3 separate regions of the Sus scrofa genome follow, and regions 2 and 3 are each linked to region 1. The links are chromatin contacts, called in public HiChIP or PLAC-seq and promoter capture Hi-C maps. All regions are on one chromosome and are shown on one strand. Each heading gives the region's core, a stretch centred on a gene start, on an enhancer-like site or on the middle of the called end of the contact. The rest is flanking DNA. Distances are from core to core; before and after follow the strand shown. Region 1 holds the start of TTC9C (tetratricopeptide repeat protein 9C). Region 2 holds the start of EEF1G (elongation factor 1-gamma). Region 3 holds the start of CHRM1 (cholinergic receptor muscarinic 1).

Evidence for each region. Promoter capture Hi-C pulls out the DNA fragments that hold promoters and counts their contacts. HiChIP or PLAC-seq counts read pairs in DNA pulled down with a chosen protein or histone mark.
Region 2: a contact with region 1 is called in an H3K27ac HiChIP or PLAC-seq map of alveolar macrophages. The contact joins the promoter of EEF1G here to the promoter of TTC9C in region 1. A contact is called at or near these places in 1 of 5 promoter capture datasets (fetal liver) and 2 of 2 datasets of contacts at active chromatin or transcription factors (alveolar macrophages and skeletal muscle).
Region 3: a contact with region 1 is called in a promoter capture Hi-C map of fetal liver, with 3 times the contacts expected there. The contact joins the promoter of CHRM1 here to the promoter of TTC9C in region 1. A contact is called at or near these places in 2 of 5 promoter capture datasets (fetal liver and liver), 2 of 47 Hi-C or Micro-C datasets (embryonic fibroblasts and epiblast stem cells) and 2 of 2 datasets of contacts at active chromatin or transcription factors (alveolar macrophages and skeletal muscle).

What each region holds. Positions count from the first base shown.
Region 1 is chr2:9,033,271-9,036,317 of Sscrofa11.1, forward strand. TTC9C (tetratricopeptide repeat protein 9C) reads right to left here and starts at 1,288. Exons shown (of 4, transcript XM_005660786.3): 1 at 1,018-1,288; 2 at 1-173. HNRNPUL2 (heterogeneous nuclear ribonucleoprotein U-like protein 2) reads left to right here and starts at 1,399. Exons shown (of 15, transcript XM_005660783.3): 1 at 1,399-2,261. The coding sequence starts at 1,721.
Region 2 is chr2:9,161,885-9,164,995 of Sscrofa11.1, forward strand. EEF1G (elongation factor 1-gamma) reads left to right here and starts at 1,336. Exons shown (of 11, transcript XM_005660798.3): 1 at 1,336-1,465; 2 at 2,553-2,711. The coding sequence starts at 1,454. TUT1 (speckle targeted PIP5K1A-regulated poly(A) polymerase) reads left to right here. Exons shown (of 10, transcript XM_005660796.3): 10 at 1-34.
Region 3 is chr2:8,857,133-8,860,401 of Sscrofa11.1, forward strand. CHRM1 (cholinergic receptor muscarinic 1) reads left to right here and starts at 1,633. Exons shown (of 5, transcript NM_214034.1): 1 at 1,633-1,727; 2 at 2,333-2,499; 3 at 2,944-3,036.

The DNA of each region.
Region 1 (3,047 bases), core at 38-2,537:
GCGGAATGGGGAAGCAATTCCGAAGCTGTGGGGATAGGCGCGAAATAACCGATTTTGGTAGCCGACTTGAAGAAGCAGGAAACTATCCTTCTCCCGGAGGCCTCTCAGGGAATGAGGTTTGCTTGATTCTACTGCAGCCTCTTCCTCTCTTCTCTGCAGGTATTTTTCAATCTCTAGAAATGAAGGACAGGGAGAGGATGTGGAAATAGTAAAGCCACAGATAAATTGATTTCCTAAAGAGGTGATTCCGGGACGAAGTGATTGCATGAATTAGCGAAAGCCATACTAAGGAATTGTGGCCAGCGTGGGAACGCCGGCGGAATTTACTTCCTCCTTTCCTTTGAACAACCGCCCCCCGACCTGGAAGTGGAAGGGAGTGGGCGGGGACAACTCCTAAAAGAGGTCTAGGGGGCTTGCCTCCCTCCCAGCTCTTTGTTTGCACCAGCAGCTGTTGGCCTCTGGGCCAAGAGTTGGGGAACCAAGGTGAATGCGGTCAGTGCACCGTAACCACAAGCCAACGGTGACGCGGCCGCAGCGCCGCTCAGCTGCAAGTGCCCCAGGTCCCGCGGCCAGCCTCTCGCTCCTTACAAATGGCCGAGCCCAAAGTCTCTCCTGCCCCCCCACGCCCTGAGCTTCGGTTTACGATCCCGGAGCACGGAGAGGACAGGGTCTGGTCTCCGGATAGTTTGTGTGTAAAGGTCGCGCGCGTTGCGCCATGCCGTCCAATCAGGAGCAGCCTCGGAAAAGTAATCCTGCATAAACGACTCCGCCTCCCCAGCCTCCCTGGCCGACCAACCCGAGGGTGTGTGTGGGGGGAAATCTCCCGTCAGCTTCGCCAATTGAAAAAAAAGCTGAACGATCACGGATGACCAATCAGAATTGCAGATGACGATTCAAGTTGGCCAATAAAGCGAGGCGAGGGTGTCTGTTGCTAGGTAGAAGTTTAAGAGTTGAAATAAGACGAGGGCCCGAGGTTACTGTATTCCTCGGTTTTGGAGAGCCCTTGCGTTGACTAACCAGAAACATAATTGCTAGTAGGAGTTCACGTTGCAAGAGCTTCCCTGCTTCCCTTCTGCCTTTTCTTCCTTTGTCTCAAGAAGTGGCTGCACATATAGACAGTAGGACACAGACTAAAGAACAAGCACTACGACGACAGTGTGATCGGGTCAGACGCGAGTAAGGGTGGCGACAGGGTGTGAGGGCCATGTGGCGAGGGAGCTCCCACCCACTGCGCGGAGCCCGGGGCTCAAAGTACGGAGAGACCGGTGGGCACACGCCTGAGTGCTACGAAGCACTTGAGCCAAAGCCAACCTTTCCCGACTCCGGCTCCGGTGAGGCTGCGCTGTGAAGACACCGGCGGCGATTGGCTCAGGGGTGAGAGGGGGCGGGAGGTAAAGGAGAAGGGAAGTCTGTGGTTCTCCGCGCGCGCCCACCCGCCGGAGGGGAACCGAGGGGGCTGGAAAGGAAGCAGCTTCCTGCTGCGTTGTTTTGGGCTCCGAGGGCTGTAAAGGGGAGGGAGCAGACGGAAGAAACAAACACTACATAGCGGAGGCTGCGCGAGGTCCTCGCTGCCTGCGTGCGTACGTGCGTGCGCTCGCCCGCGCGGGCTCAGTGCTGGCGCGTGAGGCGGAGGCGGGCGGCGGCGGCGCCTGCGCGGTCGGGCTCGGTCGACGGTTCGCAGGGGAGGAGGCGGCGGGAGGCGGAGGAGGCGGCGGCGGCGATGGAGGTGAAGCGGCTGAAAGTGACCGAGCTGCGGTCGGAGCTGCAGCGGCGGGGCCTGGACTCGCGCGGCCTCAAGGTGGATCTGGCGCAGCGGCTGCAGGAGGCGCTTGACGCCGAGATGCTTGAGGACGAGGCCGGCGGTGGCGGGGCCGGGCCCGGTGGGGCCTGCAAGGCGGAGCCTCGGCCTGTGGCCGCGTCGGGCGGCGGCCCGGGCGGGGACGAGGAGGAGGACGAAGAGGAGGAGGAGGAGGACGAGGAGGCGCTGCTTGAGGACGAGGACGAAGAGCCACCCCCTGCCCAGGCCTCGGACGAGGCCGCGCAGCCGCCGCCGGAGCCCCCGGAGGCCGCAGCCACAGAGGCCGTGGCCGAGTCCGATGCTTCCGAGAAACCAGCGGAGGAGGCCACGGCCGGGTCAGGTGGGGTAAATGGTGGCGAAGAGCAGGGCACCGTCAAGGGGGAGGAAGAGGAACCGGAGGAGCGGAGCGGGGACGAGACGCCGGGATCCGAGGCGCCGGCTGACAAGGCCGCGGAGGAACAGGGTGAGGAGCTGGCAGCGGAGCCCGGCTCCAACCTGCCGGGTGCGCCCCTGACCCAGCACCAAGCCTGGCACAGCGGGGTCCAATTCCCATCGCCTTTTGGTGGGACTCCCCCGGGGAGGTGGCTTTCATTCTCTCAGCCCACCTTTCTGGGGGGCTTGGCTACCTCTTGGGGCTCCTCTCTCTGCAGGAGGGAGGTTCCTGCCTGACTTGGTTGCTTGGTGGTAGTGGATGCAAGTAAGAGGTTTTGCATGCGAACTGTTTACGAGCTACCTGTGGAGCAGCCTCCCGCGGCGCTGGTTATCTTTTCTAAACCGAGTGTGCGCCGAGGAATTGTTGATTACACGGACAGCCAGACCGACTGTTGGAGGCTTCGGCCTTTGGGCTACCTAACTATTGATTTTTTTCCGTCCTAAAAATATTAAGCAATGAGCTAAGTTCGTCAAAGTTCGTTCCATCCTAGAAGCTCTTTACTAGAGTTTGAGCCACACAGGAAATCGGGAAATCTAACCTTACTCCTGCTTTAGCAGCAGCTCCCGCTTCAGCAGCCTGTGGTGTGAGGGTGTCAAGTTTAATAGTTAACTGCTGAAGAGAAAATCATGATCTAGAGCCTTTAGGATAAATTAATTAATGCTACTTGGCTAGGAGTTTTACCTTGTCTGAATGCTTATGATTAAATTTTAATCTTCCCTCTTAGTAGATGGACGGACAACTTTGTGTATTTGGTGTACACTTAGCCTTTTGCATTTTGGGTCCCTGACTTCCTGACTTGAAATGATTGGGGTGTTG
Region 2 (3,111 bases), core at 86-2,585, 130 kb after region 1:
CTGAAGGGCAATAAAGCTGCTAGTTTAATAAATGCTACGGTCTTCTGTAATTTCCTCCCGCCAATACTCCTTCCACCCAAACTTTACCTCTCAGAGGTACCTTCTCCTGCCACCCTAGACTCGTAGGTCTCTCAACCTGTTTCCTTCATACCACTTATCACAACTTAGAGGGTGTGCCCAGGATGAGTATGTGTCTGGCACCTTGAGCCCACTCAGTAGAGTTCTTGAAAGATGGAGTATTGGGTGGGTGGCTTGAGCAGTGCCCGGAAGAAAGTGTTACCTTGCTGCCCAGATTTATGAATGGTGCCAGGGTTTGAAATAACTGGTTCAGAGTTCTCCATCCATTCTCTCACTTTTCAGAAGAATTCATCTACTTCTTTTTTTTTTTTTGTCTGCTTAGGGCCGCACTTGTGGCATATGGAGGTCCCAGGCTAGGGGTCTCATCGGAGCTACAGCTGCCGGCCTACACCACAGCCACAGCAACGCCAGATCAACCCACTGAGCAAGGACAGGATCAAACAGGCGTCCTCATGGATACGAGTCAGACTGGTGTCTGCTGAGCCACGATGGGAACTCCAGTTCTTTTTTTTTTTTTTGGCTGAGCCCTGGGCATGTGGAAGGTCCTGAGCCAGGGATAGAATCCAACACATGCCACAGGAGTCACAATGCTGGATCCTTAACCAATGCTAGGCCACCAGGGAATGCGCATCCTGTTCTTAAATTGGGTGAAGGATTTTCAGATCTGAGCATGGGTAGAGAGCCACATACCAAATGAATTGTCAGCCCCTCCGGGGTGACAGGAGGTAGAGGGGATGTGGCTGTGTTCTCCCTCAGTCCCTCCCCTGTCACAGTCCGAGGACTGGTGCCCTCCTTGCAGTAATAGCATCCCTGAGCTTCAAAGTAGTTTAATGGGAAAAAATATCCCCAAAACCCCTCACTTTTACAGAGGGTTTCAGACTTGGCTTCCGGTTAGATGTATAACTTCTTTAGAAAGAACGTGGCACCCCGAGACCTCCACGCAGTTGTTTCCGCTCCTGTGAATGTCACACAATCACGATGTTAGGGATCTGGCGCCATCAAATTACCTCGAGCTTCAAGGAACGCGACGCTGGGCTGGCAGCTGTGCCACGTTGCTACTAAGGGGCGGCTTTCCAGCTCGTTCTCACAGTCCCCGCCTCCCTCCGCGCCTTCTGCTGCCACCTCAGGACGCGAATTGGCCATGCCGCACTGCGCAGGCGCGAGCTTTTTCCGCGCTAGCCGGCAGGCCCCACCCCCTTCTTTTTCCATTCAGCGGCCGCGGGACACCGAACTGTCGTGCGTATGCCCTCTATGCCGTCCTCGCTTTACGGCTGCTGTTTCTCCACGGCTCTCCCCTTCCCCCCTCCCTTCTCTCCCTGACGGCTTACTTTGCGGCAGCGCAGAGAGCCCCACCCCCTTTCTCTGCGGAATCACCATGGCGGCCGGGGTAAGTTTGCCGGCTCTGGCGATCCAGGTCACCGTATCCGACGCCATCCGCTGCCTCAGTAGGGCCAGCAGTGTCATAGAGGTTTTGGAGCCGAGTGGGGAACTGATCCTGGGTCTAGAGACCGTACTATTAGAGAGAGGGGCTTCCAGGCCCCGGAGGGGAACTGAGGCTGGGGCTCTCGGAGGCCAAAGAGGTGGAAGGGTCTGGGGTAGAGGAGAAAAGGGATGCCGGATCCTGGCCGTCTGGGGACTGAGAAAGGGGTTCGGGTTCATTGCCGCCTCGAGACGTGGGATCGGGCAGGTTGACAGAACTTTTGCGACCGTTTTGTGGGGCAACACCAGGGACAGAGTGAAGAAGAGGGTCTTTGTGGGCAGGTGCGGCTGACCAAGGTTCTGGGTCGTCCGGCAGGGAGGTTTGGGAGCGGGAAGAGCCTCCGGACGGTGGAGTCAGACCACCTGGACCCTGCTGGCCAGATTAATAGAAGGAGACAAGGCACCACTAGGGAAACTCAACGGCGGGACAGGACCGGAGGGATGGCTCATCGTTTTATAGGGAGACCAAGTTGACTTAGGAAGAGAAGATGCCATTCGGTCTCTCCGGCGGCTCTTCCGAGGGGGGACTTGGAAATGTCTTGGTCGGTGTGTGTGTCTTGGAAACAAGAGTGATGCTTTTGAAAGGCGAGCGGCTCCGCAGTGGAGTAAGGCAGGCGCTGGGTAACCGTGAATGAATGAACCAGGGCTCTGGGAAGGGAGGGGTGTGTGTATGTCAGCAGATGGAGTCGGAGGAAGCTAGAAGCTGTGGATTTCTTGGAGATGTATTTGAGGGGAAGAGAATGCTTCTAGAGTCGTCCTTAGGGAAGGTCAACTCTGTCAACAAGCTTTATTTAGCAGTTGGTGTGTAGTTCTGTTTGGTATTTCGGAGGACTCTGATTACACACGACAGCAGATACTGAAGAATCTGGTGCACCAGAGGGGGTAAAAGAGTTGAGTTGGAGCAGACTGGGGTTGCTCAGGGGAGTCATTTTCTGATAGCATTTAGGACTGGGACCCTTCTGGTCATTAACGTTTTCCCCATCTTCTCCCTGCAGACCCTGTACACATATCCTGAAAACTGGAGGGCCTTCAAAGCCCTCATTGCCGCTCAGTACAGCGGGGCTCAGGTCCGCGTGCTCTCCGCACCACCCCACTTCCATTTTGGCCAAACCAACCACACCCCCGAATTTCTCCGTAAATTTCCTGCCGGTAAGGTGAGTAGGGAAGTGGAGAGGGGACTTTAGTCCTCAGAATCCAAGAAGAACCGAGGTTGTGTCACTCTGGAGATGGCCTCCATCGTTAAAAGGGAGCTTTCCGTGGTTTTTGTGTGTTTATTTCTACATATCAAGATTCTTTAAAAGATTTTTATTTTGAGATAATTGTGCTTTCTATGTAGTTAGAAATCGTTCAGAGCTGCCTTTAAAATTCATAGGCTGCTTTGTCTTGTGGGAGAGGGTGGGTTTTGACTGGTTTCAGTGCAAATAGATGAGATATCTACGGTAAGCAGAATCGTTGCGCCGGGAGGCTTTCAGAGATGGGGAAGTCACCATGAATAACCATGCTAAGTGTTGAGGAGATGGATTGCAGTGGGGGAGAACCGTAATACTTTGAATA
Region 3 (3,269 bases), core at 383-2,882, 180 kb before region 1:
CGGCTAAATCCGGCTCGGGTGCGGGGGCGGTGAGAGAGCCGGGCGGGAGAGCTGCTTCTGGCCCTACCTCCCTTCTCCTTTCCTGCCTCAGTTTCCCCATCTGGTAAAGGGACCCAGCCAAGTCTGAACCGAGAAGAGTCATAAAATTGGGGGGGGGGGCCGCCGGGGGCGTCATCCCCCTGTTTCCGCAGCTGCAGGGACTTAAGGAGCAAACAAACCTTTTGGGACAGAGAGGGACACTCAAGAGGAGGCAAGGGAAAGCTGGACACCCTCCTCTCCCGCCTACAAAATAAGTGTTTTTATTTCTAAAGGGACGTGTGCAGAGGCGGTGGGAGAAGAGAAAAGGGAGACCAAGGAGCCTGGGGGGAGGGGGTTAAAGAGAGAGCCTGATTCAGACTCGGAAATGGATGTTGAGCGTGGAGACCTAACACCCCCACACTCAGCCACGTGTACGCGCACAAGTACACGCAGCCGCACCGCGCGCACAAGCCGCACGCCGCAAACCGAGCACAGCCCAGCAGGGGGCAGCCAGAGTCCGTGCCCACGGGCAGGGACTGGTCGAGTTCTGACCCGCTTATCGACCCCAGCCCGGGAGGGGTTGCTCAGATTCCTCTCCAAGCGGCAGGATGTCCTGGACTTCAGTGGGGAGGTGGAGTGGGTGCTTGCTCTAGCCTCTGCTGGCTTCCTGAAGCAGAGATGCCCCCACATGTACCTGCCACGTGTGCCCACCAGCGGCATGATGGCTGCTGGCCACGCCCCAGGGACTCCAGTTTCTGCTCCACCTGGCTCCATCAGCACCTGGGCTCCAGCCTGAGGAAGCCCAGGTTGCCCTCAGGCATTAGGATTGAAAAGGGGTGTTCCCAGGGAAGAGGAGCGAGGAGCGAGTGGTGGGGCTGGTTCCAACCCCCTGCCCCATTCCAGAGCCATGGGCTTAGAGCCACGGGACCTGAGTCCAACCACTTGCCCAGCACATTTTAAGCATCCCTCTGCTCCTGGGTTTTCTCATCTATATAGTGTGGATTCATAGATGGTCCTGGTTCTGCCTACCTTCCACCCTAGGACTTTAGCAAAGGACCCAGCAGCCCAGCAGTGGCCTCCCCATCTCTGCCCTCTGTGGCCAGCTCCCCAGGAGGTCTCTAGGGCCAGGTGAGGGCGGTGCAGGACTCAGGTCTCTAAGGCAAAAGGCCCCCCGGGGTTCTGTCTCTGAGGACACAGAAATTCAAACCGGCCTGGGGGAGTAGGATGCTGGCCAAGCAGCTGGGCTAAGGGAGGTGGGGAGGAAGAGCAGGCTTGGCACTTCCCAGGTGCACACCTGTGCGCCCTGAGTGGGAGTCAGGAGAGACAGAATTTGACAAGCTGGGAGGAGAGCTGTCTGTCTGCCTGTCTGTCTGTCTTCCAAGTGGAAGCTGGGGGTGGAACAGGCAGGGAGGTAGAGGCTTGCCTCACTTGTCAGAATTAGCAAGTTCCACGATTGGGCAACACTTAGACACACAGCGAATACAGATACACGCGTCCTGGCTCCAGACCGACAGGGCGACACCTGCATCTACAGGCTGCACGGTGATATGCGTACTCAGGGACACACGTGTGCGGGACGCTCAGCAATGCGTGGAGCAGGCACACAGCCCCCCACTCATCCCCGCAAACCAGGCACCGACCAGGCTGTGCAGCAGGAACAGAAGACAGCGCACAGCCCAGCACGCGGGGCTCGTCTGCTCAGCCCCGGGGTGGGTGCGCCAGCCCTCTGGGTCTGTTCCAAGTTGGAGCCTCTCACGTGAGGCCCAATGTGTCATTTCCAAACAGAAGAAATCGAGCTCCTTCCCAGCAGAGAGGAAGAGCAGGGTGTGGGGTTGGGTGGGTGGGCGCGTGGGCATGTGCAGGGGGCAGGGCGTGTGTGCGAGGGAAAAAACAGGCATGTGAATGCCGGGGAGTGCGTGTGTGGCAGGGCATGGTGCTCACGGGCTGGGGGCTCTAAGGTTGGGTGGGGGAAGGAGCCCCGGGAAACAGTGTGCCTGTGTGTGTGTGTGTGTGTGTGTGTGTGTGTGTGTGTGTGTGCCGCTGAGTCTGTGTGCATTGGGTGTGGGTGTTTGTCTCCCTGTATCCGCCTTCTCTCCCGTTCTGGACTTTTAGCCTTCCTGGGCTCATCTTTCTCATGTCCTACCCCCTCTCTCTCAGGGCGCAAATGGGGTGCCCTGGTGGAGGAGGAGGGCAAGCTCCAGGACCCGGTCCAACCTCGGACATTGCCTGAGGCTTCCCTCCAGCTCCCCCTCCCTTCCTTTCCTCTCTTTCCTCCCTCCCTCTCTTTCTCTTCCTCCCTCCCCCCCACCCCCAGGCTGGCGTGCCAGGGGTGGGACATGCCAATCACTGGCTGTGCCTCTCCGGCTGCCAGCACAGGGCGCAGCTCCCCCCAGGAGCCAGGTGTTTGGGTCCCTGGAGACGCCATCAGCCCCGGAGAGGCAGTGGGGCTGCCGACCCTCCAGACCCCTCTCCAGCCCCATGGTGAGTATCCCTGGGAGGAACTGGGAGGGGCTCCACCGAGGTGGGAGCAGGAGAAGCAGGATCCTGAGAGCTAGACAGGGACCTGGACTAGAAGGAAATGGGGATGGACCCCAGAGAGAGGAGGGGGCGGGGGGGCGGTCTAGAGACCAAGGGGGCTCTGTAGCATTGGACACTGGCTGCTCCAAATACCCCGTCTCCTGGCTTTGAGCAGATACACCTAATATTTTTCTGGGGTTCAGCTGGCAAAGGAGATGGAGACCCCCTTAGGAAACTGCACCTGGAGCCAAGAAGGGGTGAGGCTGCCATGTAGCAGGCAGAGCCCCCAAATCCCACTAACGGCGGGGGGGGGCAAAGGATAGCCAGTGCCACCAGGATCCTCTGGGAGTTTCACCACCACCCCTAATTGGGGTGCCAGTCCCAAAACCTCCTCCTCTCCTCCCTCAGGGAACCCTGAATTCCACCAGCCCCATCCACCTCCAGACCCTCCAAGATGGACTGAGCCAGGCGGCTGGCCAGATGGACAAGCCGGATGCCAAGGTGGGTGCTGGGCCAGGAGCCAGCAGGAGACCAGGCCAAGAGCTCCAGGGCTCTCAGAGGGTCGTGGACACACGGACGACCATGCTGGCCAGGGAATGTGGTCCTGATGAGTACAGGGGCCCAGAGGGGCCTTCCCATGTCCAGAGTACCTTGGGCTCCCGCAGGACAGGTCTCAGTCCCATGACCAGGTAATGCATGGATACTGATGGGCACCCATGCCAAGTGCCCATCCC